Regions from separate parts of the Gossypium hirsutum genome. Here region 2 is linked to region 1. A link is a contact called in public Hi-C data. All regions are on one chromosome and are shown on one strand. The core of a region is the stretch at or near the end of the contact, and the rest is flanking DNA. Distances in the headings are between cores, read along the strand shown.

Region 1 (6,426 bases), core at 3,911-6,410:
GAAACATGTATGAAACATTGTGTCCGAACATGTTGGATGGTTTGGCAAAGTTTACCCAAACACACTACACTACACTACACTACACTATTATTGCTTGCCATTGACAGAATAGATACATATAAGCATTCTTATACGATGTCTGTTTTTGAAACAACTATATATACCTCATCTCGTTTTAAATAGTGGGAAGGAAAAGTTTTCAAAGTTGGAATAGGGTTGATGTTGGTTAACCTGAGTGTCCCAAAGATGCAAGATATGCAAGCTGAAGACTGTAGGCTTCTTTCAGCTCACCCAACACTTGTGCAATAGTGGGTCTCCGTGATGCATCTCTTTCCACACACCGTACGGTGACTAAGGCTGCTTTTCTCATGCTTTCGACATCGAAGGTTCCCTTTAAGTTGTCATCCACTATCTCCAATGCACCTGCCTGCAAGTACGGCTTTGCCTGCGTTTAAGTCAAATATGAACCAGTTGCTTAGAGCTATGTTTCAGGATTTTGTATTAACATGCTTAAACTAATTAGCCTTCTTAAATCCATGACTCTCCAGTTAGTTGACAAATGCAACAACATCACACCTTCATGCTCCTTTTCATACACAAGAATAAGAAATTAAAAGGAAAAGGAAATTATGGTTACCCATAGCACTAAATTGAAGGAATCTGGAGTTCCGGAATGCGTCAGCGGTTCTCTTCCGCATATGAGCTCTAAAAGAACAACACCAAAACTATAGACATCACTTTTCTCAGTCAGCTGTTGGGTGGAATAATACCTGCAGTTAATAAACGACATCAATGATGGTGTGCGGTGCAGTAAAGGCACAATTTAAGGAAGATATACTCAGGATCTAGATAGCCCGCAGTGCCCTTGACAACAGTGGTCACATGAGTTGCATCTGCCAGAGTTACTTGCTTAGAGAGGCCGAAATCGCAGACCTTCGCGTTCATCTCACAATCCAAAAGGATGTTACTGCACTTGACATCACGGTGTATGATTCTTGGATCGCTCCCATTATGCAAATAGTCCAGCCCTTCCAAACAATCAAGGCTCAATGATCAGAGGCAATAAAATGGTAATAGCATTTATTATGCCAAAAACATTGGACCTCCTGCTGTTTCCACTTATAAATGTGAAAGTGAAACCATACCATTTCCGCAAACAAATATGGCATAAAGTCCACACATTCCCTTAAGGGATTCCTTTAATACTAGACAATTAGACATACCTTTTGCAGCATCAACAGCTATTTTCAGTCTCCGAATCCAGCTTAAAGAAACTTTTTGACTATTCGGACCTGAAACAAACATCAAGAACAAGCTATAACAGTTTAAAGGACATGTAGCTAAAATTACAAAATGAAAATGTTAAATCTTTTATTCAGGAAAACATACCATACAGGTGATCTGCCAGTGATCCACCTGGTAGATACTCATAGACAAGTATCTGATGCTTCAATTCATGACAAAATCCTTCCAAGCTCACAAGATTTTGATGGTGAATTTGTGATAAGAGATGAACCTGCATGCAACCCTACGAACAATGAGGCAACTTTTGCAGGACCGATGTGACTGAAAATTAGATGTAGCAAGAAGCCAAACATCATACATAAACTAAAGAATCAAGCTACAAAACATTAGATATAATAGACTGCATAGAGTCCTCCATTAAGATCACGAATAGAATACTAAGAAAATTAATGAGCTCCTACTGCTTTATGGTTAAAGAAGAAAATCATAGAGAATTTTAGATGATAAACCTCGTTAATAAAAGAATCAGCTCCCAATTGAGTTTTATCAAATCGCACTTTTACAGCTACCGGTTTGCCATCTGATAGCTTTCCGAGGTAGACGGATCCAAAGCTACCGCGGCCTATAACTTCCTTAAAGTTATTTGTAGCTGCTTTTATTTCTTTGTAGGAGAAGATTCTTTCTGCATTCCAGTTTCGCATACCAATTGATGCACCTGAATATAAGAACAATGCGCGTATAAGAATCATGTTGCTGATTTCACGGTAACAACAATGTGAATAACTAGTACATACTTGTGGTATATGTCGCTTCAGTTTTCCTCTTATTTATGTACAATAATACTAAAAGAGAAGTAAGGAGTAAAGCAAATAAGGTTCCCGCAGCTGCACCAAGTATAATTGCTAAATGCCTATGCGCCCTGTGCTTCCTATTGGTAACAATAGTAACTTGTGGTGTCTCGATTGAAGGATTTGACGAGACATCATTGCATGTCATTGTCGAGAAGGAAAGACACAAGTTTCCTGATGTTCTGTATGGAAGTTTATCTATCACGAACGATACATGAATAAATAGCTAGAGCCTAGAGAATAAAAGGAGAATATTATATGAGTGCCATACCTAACTTCCAAACTTTCTCGATTCAAAGATAGGGGAAGGGTACCTTGAAGTTTGTTGTTCTCCAGATTCCTGGAGAACAGAGAACACAGTTTTTCATCAGGTGAAACAGAAGGCTGCGCTACGACAAACAAACTGCATATTTATCAAAATCACTTACAGTAGATGTAGATTCTTTAACTCTCCCAAGCTTTCTGGAACAATTCCTTGTAAACTGTTATTATGCAAGTCCCTTACGTGTAGAAAAATAATAACAATAACAATAACAATAATGCAGCATTAGTTCAATTATCATTTATCATATAAAGAAATAACAACATAGGAAAACAGCTTACAGAACTCGAAGGTTAACCAAGCCGTTCATATCAGAACCAAAGGATGTAAGCTGATTGAAACTCAGATTCCTGAGAATTTAGTCAAGATTATATTATTAGTCCTGCTAGAAGATACGGTAACAAGTGAATACTTTTTGACGGACATTACAGTTTCTCAAGGTGCTGCAGGCTGCCCAGATTTTGTGTTGCTCCTGAAAGCGATGTGTTATGCAAATTCCTGAAAACCAAATCACAACATTTAGCAAGTGTTTATTTTGAGGATACCAGCGTTATTAATAGTAAAAAAAACATGTTGCACAGCAAAAGGCATTACAGTATTTTAAGATCCAACAAGTCACCAAACGTTGGACTAATTGACCTCAAGTTGATGTCCGAAAGGTCCCTAAGACGATAACCCGGTATGAGTAGTTCTCTATGGTAAGACTAAGAAAATTACACAGTACCAGTTTAATAGGTACATACAATGATGTTACTGTACTTCCTTTACATTCAATATGATCCCATGGGGTTGGGAAGCATGGGTCATCTTGCCACCCGAGATCAAAACCAGTAGCCTGCTCAATAACTTGAAGTGCTGAAACTGTAAGTTCAGGAAGAATGGAATCAGCACTAGACAGCGGAAAAAACCCATCAGATTTACAAAAGAAAATGTTACCTGTAGTTGAGGAAGTCTCAGGTGGGATATCGACAATTTCGTAAACCTCAAGCGCATTAATTTGAGGGTAGAATATGATGCTCCTAAGTGCAATATCCAGATTTATGATTCCCTTCTGCTTAAAATATAGAGTACTGGCTTCTGAGGTTCTTATAGTGAATTCTGATAGCTCAACGTCCCCGTTGATTAATATATCGAAAGAAGCAGACACGGGAAGGATGCTGGCAAAGTAGAGTACAATGTAGTAGTCCCCCAACTTATCTAGGGGTAAGTTATAATGTAACACATCCTGCCGTGCGAGAACTCGAGCAGTCTGCAACACATCCAAAGGAGGGCTCTCTTTTAGACTTGACAAATTGAAGCTAAGAGGAATGTTGAATCCAGGCGAGGAATGGAAGGGTGTATAACTTTGATCAGCATCCCAAATGCGGTCAAATGGGTCTACAGGGTACCTGTTTAATTCAAGTTAAATCACAGATATCCTGATATACAAAACAGAAGCCTTATATGGATAAGGAATAATGAAATGCTTTTACCTCAAGGATCCGTTGGTGTAACCACTATTGATTCGATAACTTTTACGAAGTGACTTGTTGGGAATATCTTCCATGCCACTTTGGTAAGCGGCTCGAGGAAGTGGTCGAACTTCGAGTGATGAAATGACAGGAGCTCCACCATCTGGAATAGCTTGCAAGCAAAATGAGAGTGTATCCTTACTCACTGGCCATAAGAACTCGTCGATCCATGGATCTTTGTGGGTTAGGTTCACTGTGCTAACTACAGCTCTGCCAAGAGACACCGAGAAAGCTGGAGGTTTCTCAAGTCCATCGTAGTTCTTATACACAAATTGAGCCCTCACAAGAACAATGGAGGACATATTCTCTACCGGTAACTTATAGCAATTGCGGCCTCGAGATTCTGGGAAAAATCGAAGTGCAATGCTGGACGAAGAGGAGGTACCTTCAGCATACTCAACGGTAGTTGTGTTGCCTGTGGTTATGAATGTATCATCTGACACCCATTTTATCTTAGATGAATCTACATAACTCTTTGCTCCACCACAAGATAAGCTCAAGAAACCTGTCTCGCAGAAAATCAAATGTAAATCCAACAAATTCAAAGCTTCAGCATTCTGTTTCTGACATTTTGTTAGATCATGCTGTTCCATAGTGATATGAAGATCAGAGCTTTACAAGCAACAAGAAAATGATATTATAAATTAAGAACTAAAGCAAATGTAGCAAAAACAGGCCATTGTAATTAGAGAAAGAATCCAAAAATCGAAACAAATTATGCATACCATCTTGATCACAGAAAGCAACAACCAAAAAGCCGAAGAACAACGTGAAGCTGACCCAGAAGAGCTTCAGGGCCATAGAATCCACTAGCGTCCTAAAATGAAGGAAATTTCTTAGAGTCCCTTAAACCCTTAATGTAAGGTTAATGGAATGGGATTAAAGGGTAATGATTGAATTTTGTCTCAGAAAGAAAGTTAAGGCATGCAAGTAGTGGAGGGGATTAAGGAGACAGGTGATAATGATAAAGGAGGTGGCAACACTGGCATTCATTATTATGGTTGATTTCTTGGTATGGTATATAATATATAGGCACTCCAACGCCACTGACTGTAGCAGTAGTTGAAAGCAAAGCAGCAGAAAGAGCAAGGGAAAAAAATGGCAGCTGCTTCCTCTCTCTCTCTCTTTTCCTTGTGGACCAAAGTCGTTAAAATTTCAACTGGAAGTGGAAACCATGAATCATGTTATATCTTGTTGGCTTTTCGTATAATTTCGTTTTGGGCATTGCATTGCATGGTTTGAAGAGAGTTACAGAAGATGCCCCATACATATTGGGTGGTGAATGTGGAATTAAATTGAAATAGGTGGAAAGGTAATGCAAAGGATGGTTAGCGGACCCGCGTGAGTGCAATTATCACCTTTGCTTGCAAATTAATTTCCCACTCCCACAAATGTATCTTCTTCTTAAAGAAAACCAACCTGCTTTTTTACTTTCATAACCCAAAAACTCAAATATTGGTTTGGGGGAACCTAAAACAAAATGCACCAATGCCATGCATTTAGAAACTCTTTTCTTTTCTTTTTTTAATTTTGAGTATACTGTGTGATTGATAAAAAGATTAGATTTGAAGCAGCTATGATGAAATGTTTGAAGTTTTAATTTACTTTTAACTTAAGCCATGTAGAGGAAAATGCCTTTTACTTTCCCTTTTTGGTTTGAAACCACATTCATCTCCTTGTAATTCTTTCTTTCTTTCTTTCTTTCAAAGGCTTACATCTTACAAAATTCTTAAAAATACAAAATAAAATAAAATCATAAAAAAAATAGTGCCAGGTGACAACTTCTAATTTAATTTAATATTTTTTCATAAAAAAATATAAAAATCATAAAAATATTAAATATGAAAAATATGAAAATTGATATAAAAATATAATAAATGTTAATAAATTATAAAAAAATCATAAAATTAATAAAAACATATTTAAAACATTATAAAAGCTTATTAAAATTCTATAAAAACCATAAAAAAAAGTATTAAAATTTATATAAACTTAAAAAATTTATAAAAAAAAATCATAAAATTTTGAACTAGACTAGATCAGCCGGTTGGAATGATTAGACCGAAATCGACAAGGGTATCGGTTAGGATAAAGCCATTAGATTAGTTGACTTGAGAATCGGATAGAGGTGCTCATGGGCCGGGCCGGGTTCAGGCCAGGCCCATAAAAAAATTCAGCCCGGGTCCTAGGCCAGGGCCCAGCCCGACCCGAATATGGGTCTAAAATTTTGCCCAGGCCCGGCCCGAGAAAAAAATTATAAGCTCGGGCCCGGCCCGGCCCATTTTTTTAATAAATACCAAAAATTTATTTTAAAATTTTAAAAAAATATTTTAAAAATATTTTAAAATTAAAAAAAATTTAAAAAGTATTTTAAAAATATTTTAAAATTAAAAAAATAATTAAAAATATTTTAAAAATATTTTAAAATTCAAAAAATTTAAAAAATAAATATATTTATTATATTGGGCCGGGCTGGGCCCGGGCCAAAAAAGTGGTGCCC
Region 2 (7,418 bases), core at 2,296-4,795, 220 kb before region 1:
AATTAGCGAGCTGTTCGAAAACTACGATCTTAAATCAACTAACCTTGGTAACATCAACTGTGAACGTAGGTCAATGAGCTGTTTTGGAAGCTGCGATCTTAAATCGGCAAGCCTTTATAATATCAGCTAGGAACGTAAGTTGGCACTAACTATTTTGGAGGCTGCGGTATTGAACCTGCGAGCCTTAAGATATTAGCTGGGAGTGTAAGCTCGCGCTAACTATTTTGGATGCTGCGATATTGAACCTGCGAGCCTTAGGATACCAGGTGGGAGCGTAGGCTCGCGCTAACTGTTTTGGAGGTTGCAGTATTGAATCTGCGAGTCTTAAGATACCAGTTGGGAGCGTAAGCTCGCACTAACTATTTTGGATGTTGCGGTATTGAACTTGCGAGCCTTAGGATATCAACTGGGAGCGTAGGCTCACGCTAATTGTTTTAGAGTTGCGGTATTGAACCTGCAAGCTTAGGATATCAGTTGGGAGCGTAGGTTTGCGCTAACTGTTTTGAAGGCTGCGGTATTGAACTTGTGAGCCTTAAGGTACCAACTGGGAGCATAAGCTCGCGCTAATTGTTTTGGAGGCTGCGGTATTGAACCTGGGAGCCTTAAGATATCAACTGGGAGTGTAGGCTCACGCTAATTGTTTTAGAGTTGCAGTATTGAACCTGCGAGCCTTAGGATACCAGTTGGGAGCGTAGGTTCGCACTAACTGTTTTGGAGGCTGCGGTATTGAACCTGCGAGCCTTAAGATACCAGCTGGGAGCATAAGCTCGCACTAACTATTTTGAACGCTGCAATATTAAACCTACGAGCCTTATGATACCAGCTGGGAGCGTAAGCTCGCGCTAATCATTTTGGAGGTTGCAGTATTAAACCTGCGAGCCTTAAGATATCAGCTGGGAGCATAGGCTCGCGCTAACTATTTTGGAGGCTGCGGTATTGAACCTGTGAGCCTTAGGATATCAGCTAGGAGCGTAGGCTCGCGTTAACTGTTTTAGAGGTTGCGGTATTGAACATGCAAGCCTTAGGATACCATCTGGGAGCGTAAGCTCGCGCTAACTATTTTGGAGGCTGTAATATTGAACCTCTGAGCCTTAAGATACTAGCTGGGAGCATAAACTCGCGCTAACTGTTTTGGAGGTTACGGTATTAAACCTGCGAGCCTTATGATACCACCTAGGAGCGTAAGCTCACGTTAACTGTTTTGGAGGCTATAGTATTGAACCTACGAGCCTTAGGATATCAGCTAGGAGTGTAGGCTCGCGCTAATTATTTTGGAGGCTGCGGTATTAAAGCTACGAGCCTTAGGATATCAGCTGGGAGCGTAGGCTCGCGCTAACTGTTTTGGAGGCTGCGGTATTAAACCTGCGAGTCTTAGGATATCAGCTAGGAGCGTAGGCTTGCACTAACTGTTTTGGAGGCTACGGTATTGAACCTGCGAGCCTTAAGATACCAGTTGGGAGCGTAGGCTCGCGCTAATTGTTTTGGAGGCTGTGGTATTGAACCTGCAAGCCTTAAGATACCAGTTGGGAGCGTAGGCTCGCGCTAACTGTTTTGTAGGCTGCAGTATTGAACCTGCGAGCCTTAATCGTCAGCTGGGAACATAGGTCAAAAGCATACAAATATATAATTAAATAACATTCATGCTGTAATTTCGTACCATGAACCTGTTCTCAATCTAATTTTGTGAATAACATGCAAACTAGCATGGATTTCATGACAAGTACCAAATGTTGTCCCTACCTCAAAGGGATGTGCTATACCTTTATTTCACCATATTAATAGTTGTTTAACTAGAGGACTCTATAAGATGAAATTAGTCCCTTGGATTCACTCCGCTTAATAATTAATCACTAAGGATACTATCTCTTCATCTTGGATTGGACTACATGTCTTGTATTGTACAACTATAAAATATATACGTATATTTCCAGCATTTATTTAGCATTTAATGGAATGAAGGGAAACCTAAAAAACTTCATATATCTTAGAAATGCAAAGACAATCAAATATTAGGTTGAACAGTGTACCTGGTGATGAAATACCACATAGGAAAAAGCATAGAAGATGATGACAAAGGAAGAAGTTTAGGAGTGATAGCTTAGTAAACAAGTGTTCATATATTGCAAAGTTCAAACAACCAGGATCTACCGTATGCAGTAGTACATAACATGAACTTCAGCAAATGGGAGAAGTGTAGGGAGAATAACATCTACTATAGATGATTTAGTTTGATCTTACCTGCAAAATGTTAGCGTATACAAAAACCAATTTCGTATACAAAAATATCATATATGAACTACAAGTTCTTTTTTAAACAAAACAAACCAATTATCACCAATCCTGCATGCCATTCTAGTAAAGGATATGCAAAAGTAATATATCCTCAAAAAGTAATGTTATATCAAAAGGCTGCAGAGATCTGCACATGTAAATGCCTCTACTAAAAGGCAAAATGTCTATATTTATAAAAACTTACCATTAACCAAAACTATCAAACAAACAAGCAAAAAGTACCATGCTTAGTAACACTAATTCGGAGATAAAAATGGATATCTCATCAAAGCAATAAGAAACTATACAAGCCATAAATAGTTGTAGGAAGCTAATCGTATCATATGTGCACTCAAAAACATAACACATGGAGTTATACCCAAACAACATAAAGGAAATTGAATTTGAGTGTCAAAGATTTCTTTATCCTAGAACTTTAATAAAATGAACCTCACACAACTAAATGACAAAACAAAGTTTTATTTTTCTGGAAAACGAGAGTTTTAGATAAGGGCAAAACTTTTTCCCCCTTGTTCAAGTCCATCGATGAGCCATCAGAAGTAGTCACCATTCACCAAGATAAATGACTAGAAAAATGGTAACACTATAGTTTCCATAAATCAAGTTTGCAAATGAAAAAAGTAATAGTCGACAGTAGAACATGTAATGGAAGTATAATTAATGCAGGTGCTACTACTATTATAATGTTATTTTATTATTTCAATCTCATTTATTTATTATTAGACATAGAGAAAGTTGAAGCTTAGATCTACAGCATAACCACAGAGGCTACATTACAAGATCTGTAGAATGTATGTACAAAGGCTACATAGTTAAAAGAAACCAATATGATGGATCTACAAAAAAAAAACTATAGAAGCTACAGAGCTGGAGCTTTGCAAAAAATTAGAATACAAATTACTAACAAGAAAAATGTTATTAAAAATTAACACTTTTTTAAGCCTATATCAGTCTTTGATATTTCACCAATGTAATGGCAGATTATAATCAATTACTCCCTAACCATTAAAGAGGAAATTGCAATAGTTAGTTAAATGTTACAAATTAATACAGTGGTCATTGCATTCCAACAAAATTCAACCCAGAAATGAGAAATAATCAGCAAACAGTCCTTAACCCAATTAACTTAATTGAAATACACCGATTTTGAATTGATTATTATTATTATTAGAGCCAATTTTCAGTGTGTGTTTCTTCTTCTTCTTCTTTTTTTCAATTTTTCAAGGGCCTGGCCTGGACAGGTCGTGAATCCATGGGAGATAACAGCAAAGCCAAAAGATCATCAATCAGCAAACACTCGATCTACAGAGGGATGAGAATGAGGAGTTGGGGCAAATGGGTGTCCGAAATTCTTGAGCCCCGCAAGAAGTCCCGCATTTGGCTTGGCACTTTTGCTACCCTAGAAATGGCAGTACGCGCTCATGATGTAACAACTTTAAGCATCAAAGGTGAATTCACGATTCTCAATTTCCCTCACTTTGTAATTTTGCTTCCTCAACCAGTTTCATTAATGCCTCACGACATTCAAGTCGTCGTCGCTAAAGCTATCTTCCGAGTTGAAATTCCTTCTGCTCTTAATATCAATTCCTACAACAACCCTACCATTCTTCAATGGACCCAAGCTCTGACAAGGAATAGTTGATTTATGTCTCTTCTGCATGCTTCTCATCTACTGCTTTTGAACCAGAGTTGAAGAACCCAAAGAATTTACCAGTGCTGGAGAAGATGATGACGGGAACGTCAACATCACAAATAACGGTGAACTCTTCAGGCTGCGTGTTCGATCCACATTCACCGTACCAATTGTTGATACAATTTATCAACAGAAATGGAAAGATCGGAAGAGCCCTAGAAAAAGTGGGAAGAAGGTCCCTAAGTAGAGGCATGAGGAGGATCCCCCAATCGTCTGAAGTCCGTCTCTTTCTATTTCTATTATACCGGGTCAGACGCTGGTCGAATTAACAGACATTTTAAAATTTTTAACTATTAATCGAATCGAATTTAAAAAAAAATTAACCGAATTGAAATTTTTTCGGTTAATAAAATCGGTTAACCGAATTAACCGAAAATTATGTGTTTTTTATTTTTGGTTAAAAATTACCCGAATTACTCAATTAACCGAATTAACCGAATTAATCGAATTAACCGAATTAACCGAATTACCCGAAAATTATCCGAAAATTACCCAAAAATTTCGGTGTTGAGCTTGAGAAAAAATTGGGCCGGGTTTAATTTGACCTAGTTTAGGCCCTACCCTGCAAAATTCGGTTTACCTAATTTTTTCGATTAACCAACCGGTTTCGAACCGATTTAACCGTTAACCGAAAAAATAAAAAAAATTAACCGACTCCCGACCGAATTTTTTCGGTTAACCGACCGATTAACCGAACTCGATCAATTAACCGAAAAAAAATCGGGTTAACCGAATTATGCACAGCCCTAAACCTGGGTGGGATTATTATATAATAAAATATAAATATATAATTTATTAACAAAGTCTATCTCAAATCAAGTGGGAAGCAATTCCTCGGAACTTAAAACAACCAAATTAATCTTAAAGAGGCATGGAATGTGATTATAACATCGATTAAAAACAAACTACGGTTCACAATTGAAGCAAATAAGGGTGAGTTTGGATGGGCGGTGCATTTACTTGCGGTTAGTGTTAAAATAACGGTGGCGGTGAGATTAGATACTGTAGCGATACTGTAGCGTGAGACAAAAAGTAAGCTAAACGCACCGTACCGCACCGCACCCAATCGCCCATCCAAACCCACCCTAAATTAACAAGGTCAATCGACATCAAAAAGGGTGCAACAACTAAGAGCAAAATAGCCAAAAACTTGTAGTGGTGGTGTAACAAAACATCAACTAATTATAGACGCAACCAACAGCTTATTTGGACAACAATTAAGGGCTACTGTTTCGATGAAATTGTAGTAGAGATACGCAACAAAAGTGCAACAATTCTTGAAGCATACGACACAACAAAGAGTAAGTGATAGGCTACGATTTAAATAAAGTAAAAGCAACCATTTGAAACAATAAAAATTTGAAGCAATTGAATGATGGTGGCAAGCATATTGTAACGATCCGAAAGTTAATGGTGTCAGAAAATGCTATGTCGGAATCTTGTTTTTATAAACCGAATCTATTAATATTTTTATTAAATAGTTACGGAGTTATATTGTAGGTGAATTGAATTTTGGATAGATAACTTTATCAAATTTGTGGTTAATTAAGGTAAAAGTTCAATTGACATTAAATCTTTAATTAGAGTTTGGTCAAGGGACTTATGTGGTGATTAAACCACTATAACTTTGATGGTGGACGGTGATGGCTACCGGGAAATGTTTTAATTATAAGTTTTTATTAAATAAAATTTTAATAACTAAAACTTAAGGTATATGTTAGTATAGTGGAAAGAAAGAGAAATTATTTTATCTTCTTCATCCTCATGCTAGAACCGAAAACACCATATCTAGGGATTGGGAGCATTCAGCCAAGGGGTTTCAAAGTTTAAGCCTTCAATTGGTTAGTGTTATTTAGTTCTATTCTTGCAATCTTTATGTTTTTAAAATATTGGGAGCTTAGTCTAGCTAACCAATATGTTATTTTTCGGAACTGTTAAAGTTTTAGAATGATGTCATTGTTGAATCTTTGAATTTTTAGGTATTAAATTGATATATTTTAAGCTTATGAGTGAAAAGGGATTAAATTGTGAAGTTATTTGATAGTTTTTAAAATAGAGACTAAAATGCATAAGTTTTAGAATTTGTGGTATAGATGAGAAATAGGTCTTCAAAGGACTCTAGTGAAATCAGCTTGAAATTTTAAAGTTTAATTGATAATTACTTTAGTTCCGATTTTAGGCACTAAATTGAATAAAATGTAAAGTTACCCAAATTTGCAAGTGAATGTGAAATTGCCTATGTATTGATGAATTATTGTGTTTATATTAATCCTTAGCTAAGGTCGACCCGAATTTCTCAAAAAAGAAAGGAAAAGACAAGGTTGTCGACGAATAGCTCGGAGATTTCGGTTTGTGTAACAGCTCAATTTTAACCGTAATCGGAATAGTGGTTTCGAGACCACAAATTCGAATCCGAAAAATATTTTAATATTTTTTTCTGTGTCTGTGATATTTGAATTTGATTGTGTGAAAATTTCGTAAATTTATTTGGCCGTTTTTGTGTTTAATTTGATAAAAGTACTAAATTTCATAAAATGTAAAAGTTGATAGTTAAAGTGTAAAGTACCTATTTGGTAATGGCTTTTTAACTTGAAGTCCTTAAAGAGCAATAAACCCATTTAAAATATAGTGGACGGCAAGATGGCTAAAAAGCCATGTATTATATTTTACAAATGTTAAAATAGTAAAAGAATAATAATGTATACTATATCATAAATATTAAAAAATAAAGTCATTTTCTTCACCTTTTTCCACCGAAAACAAGAGAAAGAAACTTTGTTCTTCAAGCTTTAGCATTCGGCCATCTTAGGGATTTCAATTCAAGGTTAGTTTGATTTTAGTTTTTGATAATTTTTACGTTTTTGTAATTGTTGCTTTAAATACTTCAAAACCCATGTATTAATTTTGTGAATGGATGATGATTTTGTGTTTTGCCATTGATGAGTGCTTGAGCTTTTTGATAGTTGTTGATGAAAAATGAAAGATATGTTAAAGATTAATATGTTTTGTATTGGAGTTTTTGGTGATTTTGAGTAATTAGGGCTAAATTACAAAAAATTAAATTTTTGAAGGACTAAAATGTGAAATAAATAAAATGTATGGACTTATATGGGTACTAGGAAGATTCTGCCCTTAGGGAGTATGGCCAAATTTTGTGTATTTTGTGTTTTGTGCAATAAGGACTAAATTGTGAAAATGTGAAATATTAGGGGTAAAAATGTAATTTTCCCATTTATGTGTTCTTAGACTAAATTGAATGAAAATATGTTTAAATGAGATTTAGTTGAATATGTTTAGATCAAGAAACCAAGAAATCGAATTTAGATCGGGGGAAATCGAAAGTAGTTGAGTAGCCGATCTATTAGTCGACGACATCCGAGGCAAGTTATTAAGCACATATATAATTGTATCGTTTTAAAATCAGCTTAGTATC

Evidence for each region. Hi-C and Micro-C count contacts between places; a contact is called where the count stands out from the background.
Region 2: a Hi-C map of leaf shows a contact between it and region 1, with 2.6 times the contacts expected there. The contact joins the promoter of LOC107956229 here to the promoter of LOC107954911 in region 1. A contact is called at or near these places in 4 of 34 Hi-C or Micro-C datasets (all in leaf).

Annotation. Positions count from the first base shown.
Region 1 is chrD07:30,790,439-30,796,864 of Gossypium_hirsutum_v2.1, reverse strand. It overlaps LOC107954911 (probable LRR receptor-like serine/threonine-protein kinase At5g48740), which reads right to left and starts at 5,160. Exons shown (of 16, transcript XM_016890601.2): 1 at 4,652-5,160; 2 at 3,888-4,431; 3 at 3,352-3,803; 4 at 3,159-3,276; 5 at 3,010-3,078; 6 at 2,845-2,913; 7 at 2,697-2,765; 8 at 2,522-2,593; 9 at 2,365-2,433; 10 at 2,040-2,275; 11 at 1,755-1,960; 12 at 1,390-1,528; 13 at 1,224-1,292; 14 at 839-1,028; 2 more. The coding sequence starts at 4,727. The coding sequence ends at 227.
Region 2 is chrD07:31,008,125-31,015,542 of Gossypium_hirsutum_v2.1, reverse strand. It overlaps LOC107956229 (ethylene-responsive transcription factor ERF036-like), which reads left to right and starts at 3,545. Exons shown (of 1, transcript XM_016891950.1): 1 at 3,545-3,934. The coding sequence starts at 3,545. The coding sequence ends at 3,934.